Regions from separate parts of the Sus scrofa genome. Here region 1 is linked to region 2. The links are chromatin contacts, called in public HiChIP or PLAC-seq maps. All regions are on one chromosome and are shown on one strand. Each heading gives the region's core, a stretch centred on a gene start, on an enhancer-like site or on the middle of the called end of the contact. The rest is flanking DNA. Distances are from core to core; before and after follow the strand shown.

What was found. HiChIP or PLAC-seq counts read pairs in DNA pulled down with a chosen protein or histone mark.
Region 1: a contact with region 2 is called in an H3K27ac HiChIP or PLAC-seq map of alveolar macrophages. The contact joins two enhancer-like sites. A contact is called at or near these places in 1 of 47 Hi-C or Micro-C datasets (epiblast stem cells) and 1 of 2 datasets of contacts at active chromatin or transcription factors (alveolar macrophages).

Annotation. Positions count from the first base shown.
Region 1 is chr8:80,569,630-80,577,057 of Sscrofa11.1, forward strand. The region is part of intron 4 of NR3C2 (mineralocorticoid receptor); the gene reads left to right. Among named protein-coding and RNA genes, the nearest start is that of NR3C2, 270 kb to the left of the region's middle. Within about 2 kb of position 1,637, at least 10 of the 83 cell types and tissues checked have an H3K27ac peak or open chromatin away from gene starts, as enhancers often do. A contact at or near this core is called in alveolar macrophages, where this site is marked.
Region 2 is chr8:80,433,135-80,440,652 of Sscrofa11.1, forward strand. All of the region lies in intron 2 of NR3C2 (mineralocorticoid receptor), which reads left to right. Among named protein-coding and RNA genes, the nearest start is that of NR3C2, 130 kb to the left of the region's middle. Within about 2 kb of position 3,352, at least 3 of the 83 cell types and tissues checked have an H3K27ac peak or open chromatin away from gene starts, as enhancers often do. A contact at or near this core is called in alveolar macrophages, where this site is marked.

The DNA.
Region 1 (7,428 bases), core at 387-2,886, 130 kb after region 2:
TTTTTTTTTTTTTTTTTTTTTTTGGCCGCACCATGGTGTGTGCAAGTCCCTGGGCATGCCAGGGACACACCCCAGACACAACAGTGACAATACCAAATCTTTAAACACTAGGCCACCAAGGAACTTGTGAAGCAGTTTTTTAAATTAAATATATGAATGAAATTAAATATATGAGTGAAAAATTTTTAAATTAAATATTTGAATGAAAACCTTTTTATACATGGTCCAGTCTCACTCTGGTTTTCCTAGCAAAGCAGGGCTTCCCAGAGTTTTTATCCACCTTCTTTCCAGCTACCTCTCTTGGGAGTTGAGGCAGACACAACCCCATAAATGCTAATTTTCTGTTAGGGAAAATTAGCCCATTTTCGGGGACAAAATTAGCCTGTCCCCTTTCTAAAGACTTTGGGAATCCAAAGTATTTTAGAATATTTTTCTTCCTATCCTATCAGCTGGTTAGCATGTCAACCTAACTGTGTCCCCAGATAGGCCACTCCATTTGAAAGTGGAAGGAAGAAGAGGAGCAGGTTTCTTTGTATCAGAAATAAAAGCCTTCCACAGTACCTCTTGTCACAGACACTGTCCTTTTTTTTTTTTTTTTTTTTTTTTTTTTTTTTTTGTCTTTTTGCCTTTTCTAGGGCCACTCCCTCAGCATATGGAGATTCCCAGGCTAGGGGTCTAATCGGAGCTGTAACTGCCAGCCTACTCCAGAGCCACAGCAACGTGGGATCCGAGCCGCGTCTGCAACCTACACCACAGCTCACGGCAACGCCAGATCCTTAACCCACTGAGCAAGGCCAGGGATCGAACCCACAACCTCATGGTTTCTAGTCTGATTTGTTAACTACTGAGCCACAACAGGAACTCCCAGACACTGTCCTTTTGCCTTACAATCCCACTGTACTTTAGGCTGCATGCAAAGGAAAATAGAGCAGAAGTGAGAATGTCCACAGAGAAACTGAAAGGAAATCAGCAGTTTTTCTGGCCCCTGGTTGGGCCTGCCACACCCCCTATAGTCCCCTAATAGTACATCTCAAAAAGGCCTGGGTCTGTTTCCATGAGCCTTGACTACTTTGCATAGCCTCTTCCAAAGGAATTCATCACTTTGCTGTTACAGGCCAATAATCTCAAGAGGAGGCTCTACTTGTCTTTTAGATTGTATGTGTCTTCAGCACAGCGTTAAGGCTACGTGGCCCTCAGATCTACTCAGCACTGTGTCATAACCTCTGTGGGAAAAGAATCTGACAACAAATATATATGCATATGTATAACTGATTCCCTTTATTGTACACCTGAAACTAACACAACATTGTAAGTCAACTATACAATAAAATTTTTAAAAAAAGAAGAAGAATGAGTCCTTTTGTGGTGTTTCAACTTGACTGCATTCCGGCCATGGAATATAGAGGAGATCTTCTGTTCCAGTCTTCCTGCTTACAGCTGAGGAACTTGGAATCCAAGATTATTATATCATCAGAGACTTGAAAAACACAACCTAAGGAGTCTAATACAGTTGTCTTTTCTCTTTTCCAAGCCCCCCCCAACCCAGTTCATTTTTTATCAGATAGGCTCAAGTCCACTTTCACATTCCTTTCATAAAGACTCCAAAATAGCAGACTCTTTCTTCCGGTAGCTTTAAAAATGTCAATTTCACAAACCACAGGCTACTCCTAATTCTGGTTTCAGTTTCTTTCCAAGCTATCTACAGCTTTCCTTAATCCCGACCATCACTTTTATTTGGTTGAGCCGGAGCCTTTAAAAGGTGGCCAACTCCAGATCCACCTTTTTTTTCTCCCTTGGAATGGATCCTGTCTTGTGAAAAGAGAAAAAGACCCTCAGACACAGGAAGCAGTAGCAATGGCAGACCTCATGGTTGCTCTTTTGGAGACTGCAGAGAAGGCAGCAAGGCGAGAAAGGAAGAGAAAAGTGAGGTTAATGCTGGGAACCATTCAAAGAAATGGATACTCCTATATTCCTGATAAGAATAGAGCCAAAGAGGAGTTCCCGTCGTGGCTTAGTGGAAACGAATCCAACTAGGAACCATGAGGTTGCAGGTTTGATCCCTGGCCTCGCTCAGTGAGATAAGGATCTAGTGTTGCTGTGAGCTGTGGTGTAGGTCACAGATGCAGCTCAGATGTGGTGTTGTTGTGGCTGTGGCATAGGCTGGCAGCTATAACTCCAATTCGACCCCTAGTCTGAGAACTTTGATGTGCTGCAGGTGCGGCCCTAAAAGGACCAAAAAAAAAAAAAAAAAGGAATAGAGCCAAAGAGAGGAAAAAATTTAAATGAAAATTCATCCACATAATGCAATATTAATCAGCCAATAAAATTATGGCTATGAAAATTTATAACAACACAGAATACTTCCTGCAAAAAAGTAATAATGAAAAATGAATATGCGCAATTACTTAGATTCCTTATTCCATGATGACAGCTCTTTAGGAGAAGCTGTGCCTGAGTCAGAAGACCCGGAGGAAGTGGGAGAATACGATACGTTTGTGTTTGTGAAGTCATATGACGGATACGGTTTTGCTTCTCTCTTTGCTAGCTTATAGATCCTATGAAATTTAAAGAAAATAGCCTTCTCCATTTTGAATAAAAACAGGGAAACCTAAGATGAATTGTGCTACTGAGCATCAGATGAATTAGCCCTACAGAGACAAACAGGAAGAAGGAGAACAGGAGAGAGAGAGAAAAAAAAGACTTATGGACATCAGTAAGTCTCCTGCTGGGGAATGCTTTAAAAACTGAAGTAGAGAAGTGAGTGGAAAACAAAAGACCCAGGATGCACAGAATGACAGAACCATGACACAGGGAAGCCCAGAGAGAGCCATCATGTTACTTGAGGAAAATTGGCTTCACCTGCCAGCAGCTCGCTCTGACTAGCTCGGTGGTCACCTGCAAAACTCAACATGCAGCACAGGTCTGGGGAGAGAAATCACAGCATCAACGCCAGTGAGAAAGGAGGTTTAATATCTGAAATCCAATAAGAGAAACAATTTTTATATCTTTAAGGGTCTCCTGAGGCCGGAAATGCAGTAGTCCATAGAAGTTTAGAAAGCCCATGCGTACTGAGTTTTATGAAGAAATACCATTTTTTTGTTTTTTGGTTTTTTTTTTTTTTTTTTTTTTTTTTTGCTTTTCTGTTGTTCTTGCTTGTAGACGAGAAGAATGTCAATGGGACTTTTGAACAGTAAACGTGGAGGGGAAAATAACACACTTCCATAAATCAGTGAAAGTATGTTTTCTGAATCTTCATATCTAAGTTAAGCCATATTAATTGTCACAGTAATCCAGCTTGAATAAAACAATGGGTATTTTGATCCTGCAGAATTTCCAGAGGAGCGTTTAGGATTGGTCCCCAGGCAGATAGCATTTAAAGATTTACTCTATTTCTTCAACACTAATGCATTTTTTTCCTTCAGATTTTCACTGTAGTGATTATCATTTGCAACCAATGTGTCTGTTTAATTTTTGTTGGTTTCCTTTGAAACTCTAAGCTGATGTCTTGTTTTGTGACTGATGACATCTTAGAAGAGAAGCAAGAGCAGGCATTTGATGCAGCCGTTCATCCCTCGTAGGAATGTACATATTCATAGGTGCTCACTGGCACCCTGATGAGCCTACCCAAGTAAGCTGCTTATCTTGAGACTTTTTAGATGTAAAACCTAGGGATGTTGGAAACCATCTGCTGAGTATATAGATGCCCACTGATGCCCATTGTTGCTTCTGTCTCCGTTTTCATTTGCAATCTGTCCTAGTGGGTTGTCATCCCAATCTGACTTTAAGGGGCCAGGGGCTCGAGAACTTAACTTTTCCACCTTTGGGGTTCAGGGCATCTTTGCATTTGGCCTTGGTGGTCTCAATTGTCCTGAACTCAGAGCCATCCTTCCTCTTTCTGAGAAGCATCTCAGACAAACAGGTCCCTTTTGGTCTACAGCTGCCTTTCAGCTCCACACCCTCGCTGGTATTTTCTGTAATTACACAATTGTTTTTCTAACCCTGGTAAAATAATGGGGGTTTTGTTTGGCTCACGGTGCTTCCTATTATTGTTATAGTCTTTCAGGTTTCCTCAGATGGTGTTTCATTATAAGAATATTGCTAGTTTCACATTTAGTCTTTGGGAAATACTGGAATGTCATTTAGGACACAGTAGGTTTTCAATTTCTAGGGCTTCTTCTCTTTGATTTTTTCTTTTTTTCTCTTTTTACCTGCTGCTTTCTGCCAGGCTCTCCCCTCCCTCACCCTGTTGCTTTGGGAATTCACTACCTATGCTTCTACGTACTGCCTTCTTTCTCTGTCTCTCAGCTTCCTTGTCCCCTGAGTGACTTGTATTCAAATGTCCCCAAAGAAGGTCCCCGCCAGTCGGAGCTTCTGAGTGGGTTGAGTCATCCTCAGGGTTTAGCAAACAGCCGTTTACCTCCGCTGTCCTCACCTCACTCAGGCCGATATGGCTGGTTAGAGGTCTCTGTGGCACAGAACATGACAACATGTGACAAGAAGCCTTTTGATCCCATTTTTTAGAAAGTAGCTCTAAGTGTAGAGACTGATCAGAGCATAGCAGATCCAATACAAACTTGTAACAGTTACCATCACCTTGTTCATTGTGGAATATCCCTGAAATCATAGCAGTTGTTCCAACACCCTGATTTTTATCCACACAAGTTATTCATATATTTAGAAGTTAAAAAAAAAAAAGTATCCACTTTTAGGATGCTGATGGACAAAACAGAATTATAGCTTTTCATGCCTCTTGGATCAGAACTGCTAAGGCTTTATTTTAGAGTTCAAGACTTTTTTTTTTTTTTTTTTTTTTTTTTTTTTTTTGTCTTTTTGCCATTTCTTGGGCTGCTCCCGCGGCATATGGGAGGTTCCCAGGCTAGGGGTTGAATCGGAGCTGTAGCTGCCGGCCTACGCCAGAGCCACAGCAATGCGGGATCCGAGCTGCGTCTGCAACCAACACCGCAGCTCACGACAACGCCGGATCATCAACCCACTGAGCAAGGGCAGGGATCGAACCCGCAACCTCACGGTTCCTAGTCGGATTTGTTAACCACTGCGCCATGATGGGAACTCCCTAGAGTTCAAGACTTTTTGAAATGGCTACTTTGAAAACACACAAACCAAAACGAAACACAAAAATCATATATAGACGTTCCTGTCGTGGCTCGGTGGAAATGAATCTGACTAGTATCCATGAGGATGCAGGTTCGATCCCTGGCCTCACTCAGTGGGTGATCCGGTATTGCCCTGAGCTGTGGTGTAGATTACAGATGAGGCTTGGATCCCATGTTGCTGTGGCTGTGGTGTAGGCTGGCAGCTGCAGCTCTGATTCGACCCCTAGCCTGGGAACTTCCATATGCCGCAGGTATGGCCCTAAAAAGACAAACAAACAAAAAACAAAAATCATACATAATGCAATTCTTTGTCGATTTTTTTTTAAATCACCTATTAATGTGTCAGGTGGACATCTCTCTAAACCCAAATTGTTCTCTGCCCCTAAACGCCAGGCTGTAGGATTGAGGGGGAGCTCTGGGCTCATGGAAGAGTCAGGATGAGGGAAGTGGAGATAATACGGAAGGAAGGGCAAACGAAGCATCAGAGTTAACTGCACCCGCTCGTCTTAGGAAGGTCTGATCTGTCACTCTGGACAAAGTCCCTGCCCATTCTGTACAATTCATGCGGATCATCCATCTCAGACTCTGATTTCTCATAGTTGTAATCATGAATTTCATTTATGTTCAATTAACAAAAAGCAGGGATATAACTTAGTCTTTTTTTTTTTCCTTTTCTTTTGAAATATCTAGAGATTAGTGAGCTGCTGCTTTTTGGCTTTCTGAATAAATGTCTTCATCTCCCCTCTTTACAGTAACATATTGTGATCATCACATGAGGGGAGGGGGCTATTTCTGTTACAGTAAAGTCGTCTGTTCTCACCTCTGAAATGTACAGAAAATCATTCAACTACCTATTAACAAAGAGCCATTCATATCTTATGGTAAACCATAACAGAAAAGAATAGGAAAAAGGATATATATATATGTATAACTGAATCACTTTGCTATACACTAGAAATTAACATACATTGTAAATCAGCTCTACTCCAATAAGATAATTTTTTTGAAAAGCCTTCAGTCTTTAGGAATAAGTCAGTATGATATTTAATATCATTGGCAATGATTTTTCTGGGACAGGTGACACACTTTTTAACAGTTAACCCAATTCCACCAGATTTTTGAAATATTTTTATTGATTTATGAAGTTATAAAATACATACTCATTATGGTGATTAATAAAGGAGAGTAAAAAGTTCTCTGTAATAAATTGGGGGAATGAAGATGGAAGAAGAGTCAAGATGTTTGCAGATTAAAAAATAATGATTTACATTTTTATGGGAAGGCTCTTTAAAGCTGAACTAACAGAGCTAATGAAAATGATTTCTTCCAAATATGCTGCTTTATTTTTTTGAAAAGAAAATCTATTAACAACAACGTAAACCCAGTTGCTCAGTTAGGTCATGAAAACAGGAAACTTCAAAATATAATTAATTGTTCTGTATTCCTCACTCAGCATTTTGTACAGCATTTGTTTTGAGAGCATAATAATATAAAAATATGTTTAAATAGTGATGAAGATAAGCAGTTACTCTGTTACGATGTGATTATTTTTTGTATTAAGATTGATTTATAGAGGAAAGGATCAAGGTGTTTAAAAAGTGCATCTTTTGTGAATAGTGCTGCAGTGAACAAAGGAGTGCATGTATCTTTTTGAATTATAACTTTGTCTCGATATAGCCAAGACATAGAAACAACCTGAATTTCCAACTACAAATAAATGGAACAAGAAGATGTGGTACATAATATACAATGGAATGCTATGCAGCCATGAAAACAAACAAAACAATGGCATTTACAATGACAGGGATGGAATTAGAGATTTTCACACTAAGCGAAGTAAATCAGAAAGAGGAAGACAAATACCGTATCACATCACTTATATGTGGAATCTAAAATATGGCACAAATGAACCTATCTACAAAACAAAGACGGACTCAAAGATGTAGAGAACAGACTTGTGGTTGCCAAGGGGGAGAAGGCAGGGAGTGGGATGAACTGGGAGTTTGGGTTAGTAAATGCAAACTATTACATTTAGAATGGGTAAACAGTGAGTTCCTGCTCTCTAGCACAGGGAATTATATTCAGTATCCTGTGATAAACCATGATGGAAAAACATAAAAAAGAAAAATGTATATATATATATATATATATATAGCTCCCAATATTCTCTAATAATCTGTATGGGAAAAGAATCTGGGTGTACCTGTCATGGCTCAGCGGAAATGAACCTGACTAGCATCCTCGAGGGCACAGGTTTGATCCCTGGCCTTGCTCAGTGGGTTAAGGATCCAGCATTGCCATGAGCTATGGTGTA
Region 2 (7,518 bases), core at 2,102-4,601:
TAACGAATCCAACTAGGATCCATGAGGATGTGGGTTCCATCCCTGGCCTCGCTCAGTGGGTTAAAGATCCAGCATTGCCGTGAGCTATGGTGTAGGTTGCAGATGCAGCTTGGACCCTGCGTTGCTGCGGCTGTGGTGTAGGCTGGCAGCTGTAGCTCTGATTAGACTCCTAGCCTGGGAACTTCCATATAGCATGGGTGCGGCCCTAAAAAGCAAATAAATAAATAAATAAATTGTCCAAAATTGGCCATCGTTTCTGTTTCTGTGGCAGAAGATGACAAAGGAAGATGCTGGGACCTCCTTCCAGGCACAGCTTCGGCATTGTCTCCTTTCTCCCTGTGGACATAGGTGTCCACCTTGCCAGGAAGAGAATCTGGAGAGGGTTCAGGTGGGGAGCAGGTGTGATTATGCCACGGGAAGGTTTCTCTTTCCCTTCAGTTCAGCGCAGGCTGGCTCTCCTCCCTTCAGTGGCGCCTTTCCTCTTCCTCCAGTGGGAAATTGAACCTTCCATCTGCAGCCCGTTTGGGCTACCGCCCTTTGCAGGCTTATGTTGCTCCAGGCAGAAAGGGAAGCAGAACGATTCATTCCCCCGGCAGCTGCTGCCGCCTCTTTCTTTCGTCATCCCTCCCGTCCTTTCTGCAGCAAAGGCAGCCCTGGCTACAAGTGGCAGAGCCTGGCAAGAAGCCAGATGTTGAAATAAATACTTTTAAGTTGATGGGTCCCCCTATTGCCTCTGACAGAAGACACGCTGGGGCATGGCAATGAGGTAAGAAAGGACTACTGCAAAGACGGGGAGTCTGTGTGGTAGGGTGGACACACCTTGCCAGGCACAGGTGGGCTCCCATGCTTCTGCCTGGCTAAGCTGGGGCCCCGCATGCAGGTAAGAGTGTGTGTGTGACAAATTCAAAGTCCGGTCTGGTGAAGTCCAGCAAGTCAAACCTGTGCCGAGAGAGGAGACCAGACAATTTCATCCTGTTACCAAGTCCCAGTTACCAAGAGGTAATACCAATAGGCCCAGCACTAGCAACCACAACAGGTTTTAACTGATTTGCTAACAGAGCACATCCACCTTGTCCCTTGACCAAGTGTATCCACTCCCACCCCATCACTTTTTCTACTCACTTTGGTAAAATCATCAGGAAGATGTCACAGGAAGGGACTCTGGGACTGACGTATCAGCTGATGAATGACTACAGGGAAGAAGACACGTTCCAGAAACCATCGTTATGGTATATTTGGAGGTACTCAGATTGTAGACACGTTTTTGCCACAGTAAAAGCTCCTGGGGATCTCAGCATGCTCTAAGGGGCCCCAAGGGATCCCAAGCTTAAAGAGAATGTAAGAATGTCTGTGATTAGGGTATTTTTTTCTTTCTGAGATCAGGGCTCTCCGTGGTTGAACTTGAATTTGAAGATGCACATGTTCTCAGCTAAGTTAGCTCCATATCCTTAATTGCAAAAATGTATTTTTTCTTCCATCTGCTTTTGAACTTTCAGAAGTTGAGATATTTCTTTCAGTCAGTAATAACATGGTCACATAGGTTTCATTCCAGACAAAGAAACAGGTCATACAGGATTTTTTTCAATGCTGCATCTTTGCTATAGATTGTGACTTAAATTGAGGAAATTAGGTCTTTTTATTTAGGTTCCTACTGAGCTACCCTGATGGTTGAAGATGACTCCACTGGCATCTTTTTTCCAGTTTAATTTTAATTTCTTCCATTATGTAGCTTCTCCTAATACAGACCCAAAAATCTAGAACTGGGATTATCAGACAGACGTAATTCTTGCTCAACAATGGACTTATTTTAGATGGTATGTCTGTAAAGAAGTATCTGAAGAAGTTCCCTGGTGGCTCAGTGGATTAAGGATCTGGCATTGTCACTGCCAGGTCATGGGTTGAATCCATGGCCCTGGAACTTCTGCATGCTGTGGGTGCTGCCAAAAAGAGAGAATTTACTTAAAGTGGTATCTTAGACCCATTTAAGTTATGTTTTATAAATATAACATATTCTTGGTGATATTGGTATTACTGAGCTTTTATGTCTTCTGATCACTTTTGCCTTTGTATTAATTTACAAACCAGATATTCTTTTAAAGGAAAATTTTAAATGTTTACATTTGATCGTAAGCATTAGACGGGGATTTCTCAGCACCATGGCACAGGCTCCCTTCATGAAAGGTAAACATTATTAGTTCTGGTGAAGCTTCACTGTCACAAAGGTTAAGTTTTGTCAGTCTTTCTTCTAAATGTATTGTTCCAATCTGTATGTTACATAAACAGTTGATGTCAAGATCCTTCAAGCCCTAAAGAAAATAACTGGAGAAGCTCACGTCTTTCAGAGATTGTCAGCATACTAAGACAATACAAATAACAGATAATAAGAAAACCCTTGCCCGGACCAACTCTAGCTATGTATAACCTTCTCTTCAGTTCTTTTCTCTAAAGATATCTTTCATGCAGCAGGTCCCATTAGAGCTCTACCCAGTATTCTGTGATAATCTATGCAAAGAAAGGAATCTGAGAGAGAATGGATATGTGTATATGTATGACTGGGTCACTTTGTTGTATAGCAGAAATTATTGCAACCTTGTAAACTAACTATACTACAATAAAAGTTTTAAAAATGCCAAAAAAAAATAAAATGAAGACCTCTCTCATTTTGGAGTCCGAACAGTGGCAAGCTTGAAGCTTAACATAAAGCTTATAAAGATGCTTTGAAAAAATACATTTTAGAAACGAAACAGCTGTAGCTCTCATGATGATTTGGGTCCAGGGATTTTGCTGGTTGGAGTTCATTTCTAACCTTGATTGTATATTAGAGATGGAGTATATTTTCAAGGATTGAACTTTATTCCTTCACAACCTCATCAATAGTGTTATGATTCGTGGAACCGAAGAAAATAAAACCAAAACGTACAGAATCCGGATTGATGCAGCCAAACTAGCACACGTGTGTGTATTTGTATTTCCTACTTGACAGAACAACCTTAAAGCATCTTCAATGCCATCTACTGTTGTAAGGATCCACTCTTGAATATATGAAAGGAACATCAGTCCTTGGCTCTGATTATTCCTGAGGTAGGGGAAGTATTTCGCTTTGCTGACAGAGTCATTGGGGAAAATCACTTGCCGCCCGCTTGCTTTTGTAACAGCAACAGTGAAGTTCTGGATTCTCTCTCCCTGGTGAATAAAGTACCTATTGGTTAGACCTGTTTCGACCTTGCCATTTTTATGCTATAGCACACTTGGTGGATGACCATCACATGTGTCGCATCCACCCCCCTCCACTGTCATGAGAGGATACCCCTATTTCATGCAGACTCACTGTTCTTTACGTGTCGCAACTTCCTCTAGCCAAAGGTCCAGTCATGCTTTCTCAGTGCTCTATGGCACACTTATGTGTTGTAACACCTCTGCTCTTCTAGAGAAAGCAAACAATAGGGAGAGAAAAGAGGGATGTTAAAACACACCATCACACACCAACAGGCTGCTTTGCAACTTTACTCAGTCTGCTTATTTTTCTCCCAGCTCCTGTAATTTTGGTAGCACATAATATCTAGTAATATAAGGACATCATTGACAAACGACGATACCACGATCCAAGGTGACTTGCTCAGGGTTACAAAGCTGTTTGGTGGCAGAGCTGAGAGATTTGAGTGTGAAGAAGTGTACCCCCTTTTTCATATCCCCTCCCCAGGTATATGCACCCCCATTCTCCTTGCTTAGTCACAGCCGCCAACCTCGCGATGCTTGTGTTTGAGAATTATCTTGGTAAACGGATGCTTATACAAATGACCCAGTAATCTGTACCTGGCCCTGCAGTAGGATCCTGGTTTTGTCACTCGTGCCCCTGTCATTTTTTGAAATCATGTTTGGCTTTTGTCAAAGCCGTGCCTTTATATCTTGAATTTGCTTGGCCTGTGACAATTTTAAAAAGAGAGAGACTTCTATAGTAGTTAAGGCATGTTAGAATGCTTCTTTATTCAATTAAAAGATAGCTAATCCCTCTCAGAGTTAGGCTATTTTTTTCCTCTGGTTAATAATGGAGCATATAGGGAGATAAGAGGGCTGTCACAGGTGCTGGTCTTAACAGCTGGTTGTCATTCTGCACTGGGATTTAGATTTGTTTTTGTTAGAACCACGTAGAGGCTGGAAATGAGTAATGTTTGAAATGGAAACAAATGCAGACTTAAAAATTATGTTTAGAAAAACCTCAGGTTGGAAGACTTTTTCAAAAATGTGATAGGCACAATTTCATTTTTTTTTAAGTTTTCCTGGAGATCCATGAGTTTTCCATTTTTTACAGTAACACCTCTTTGTTTGTACCTATATTTAAAATAATGCCCGGATGATTTATGATGTATCTTTCAAGGAAAACTAAAACTAAATACCTTTCTGAGATCATTTTTTTTTTTTTTTTTGGCTTGTTTCTATGTTTATTATCCTTAAATCCTCATGGTCTCTCTCCACAACTTTATTATAACTACACCAGTTGTATTTTCTTTTATGTAGCTTTTAACCTTTTTATGAGTTACTCAAAATAGGTACAAAGCAACCTGGTTTAATTATATTTAGTTGGCTACTGCAGTTATAAAGAAAACTGATAAGATGATACTGTCTCAATTTTTATAACTGGAAAATTTTGAAGTACTCTATTTTCCACTCAGATAACTATCTTTTTTGAACATCTTTCTATATATGGATTTAATTTCTAGTGTCTTAGGTCATTACATTCCTAAGTATTCATGAGAGTGTGATTTTTCTTTTAAAAATACTAGTAGAGAACAATTTATTTTTTAAATGGGGTGTTAGAACCCCCAAATGCACATTTCCTAAAATAATGTGAAGTATAAATATAATGTCAAATTGGGATCATATCAATAAATCAAACCCCTATATATTTATAAGCATAATTTTGGCTAAAATTGCAAATTTTATAAACTTGAAATTATAAATTTTCCTTCTTAAAACCAATTGAAAAGAGAAAATTTCACCAATATCTATTGATTTTTATTTCTCAAAATTCTGATTAACACTTTGTCTGTTAAATTATGTTTCCCCTTTCTATTTTTTTGTTAAGGTGGGTAAGAATATTTTACTCTCATATTCCATAAAAATTGGCACTTGTATTAAGTCAGTGCCTTACAGAAATTTGTGTACATCAAATTAAAGTCATGTTTACATGGATTATAGTTCCCAGAAGATAAATAATTTTACCCCTTAAAGAGGGAATAAAAGTAAGTTCACTACAAGTATTATAGTTTTTTAATTATTATATGTAATAACTCTCTCTATATATAACTAAAGGTTAAGCAAACCAATATTATTCAGCCACATCAGAAACAATCACTATAAATACATTACAAATTCCTTCCAGTCTTGTCTGTGTGTGTGTGTTTTGTGTACTAATTCACATATATGGAATATAATTGTGAACATGTTTCATGTTACGATCGTCTTCTGCCTTTTTCTGTTAACATATTGTAAGCATTTTCAATATGGAAAATATTTTTAGTGCTTGTAAAAATGTGTTAAAGCCTTTATCATGTATCACAGTGTGCTCACTTTTTCTTTTTTTGACCGTTCAATTTCTTTTTTTCCACATAGAACTCGTGTAAAGTGTACATTTGCCTTTAAATTTCTGTCTGAATTCTGACACTTTAAGAATTCCAAAAGGGGAGCTTGTAAGGTCAAAGAGTTTGAGAATTTTTGAAAGAGTATATCATAAAGCTGTTTTTATGAATGTAGTACACCTTCCACTGCCATCGGCATTCATATTTCAGAGTCCTGTGAAAGCAAGACATCTTTCTACGAAGCCTCACCAAGAAAGACTATTCAGGCGTTGTTGGATCTTATAGCCTGAAAGCACTGTTGTAAAGCAACATAAAGGTTGTTGGTCAGAGAGTGAGGCATTCAGTTTTCCAAAGAGTTTATTTTTGTCTTGCTCCAGTTGTATTTAGGCATCACATGGATACATCGGGAATACTAACAATCCAACGTGGTAGCTCAGAGATGACATCTCAGGTCATTTTGCATGACAGGTGGGCTCAGGCACAGTGTCAGCTCCAAATCACCCAGACTGGCTATGGTTCGCCGTGAAGAGAGTGTCGGAGTGACTGAGAGCGGACACAGACAAGCCTGGGAAGACCCAACTGGGCTTTGGGAGTGAGTGGCTGATGGAAGCGTCTGCACAGGGAGCCATGAGGGAGGGGAAATCGAAATCGAGTGCTGACCTCAGTCCCATGACTCGCTGCCAAAGCCAATTTTAGTTTTTATGTTATTAATTTTTTATTTTTATTTCTACAGCCGCATCTGCGGCACATGGAAGTCCCTGGGCTGGGGTTGACTCAGATCTGCAGATGCTGCCAAGGAAACACCAGCTCTGAGCCACACCTGTGACCTACGCAGGCCGGGGATGGAACCCACATCCTCATGGATATCAGCCTTAACCCGCTGAACCACAGCAGGAACCAAAGCTGTTTTCTAAAAGATTCTCATAGCAACTTTGATCCTGTCAAAACAATGGTTACTTAAGACTTTCACTTGTCTGAGTTCTAGGTGATCAAGAGTTTTCCACATTAAAAGTAGAGAATTGTCATTTATTTCATAATATTTGCAGGATGCTGTTTTTCGGTGTGAGGATTTTGCATAATAGAGATTTTACGTCCTTTCATTGTATCAAACACAAATTGTTTAACATGTTAAAGATTGTATGTAATTATTGGATCTATGTTTTCTTTATTATGAGAGTATTATGGTAATTTATTTTGATATCAGAAGTAGGTATAGAGTTTGCAGTTGTTTTTACAAATGAGTCGTGATGGAAGGCTTTGGGTTTTAGCTTTTAGTATCTTCTGGATTATTAGGCAGTCGGACACATAGTTTTCACTTCAGTAAATAATGTGGATATTATTTACTTCTAAAATGAGTTATCCTTTCTAGGAAATTGCAGAACTCCTTGCAAGTGATAATTAATAACATCAAGATCATGTTTAAAATATATGGACATGTAGGTGGTCTTATAGTATTTTATTAAAATACCGTATTGAATGAGGGCTTTTAGGCACTCATCATTACTATGTAAATTGTAAATAGAGATATAAAATATGTATGCCAATATTATATTGAATATATACCATTTATATATGTAACATATATACCTATACATAGATATTTATTATATAAATATATGGTATGTTTATTATAAAACAAATATAATATATGCTATATTATACATATTATATAGTATTTTATACATAGTATATATTTTGATATATATTTTATGTATTTTATTATATGTAATATATACTTATAGAAAATATATATGTACTTGTTATATATTCATATATTATAATATATCATGGATTTTATATATATATATATATATATACATATCCATCTATATATTGTACCAATTAGGCCATTTGTGGGAAAACATATGTAAAACTATGTGCATGGTAAACTCACATCACCTTTTCTGTGACTGATACTGAAAAAAGCTCTTATATATAAAAA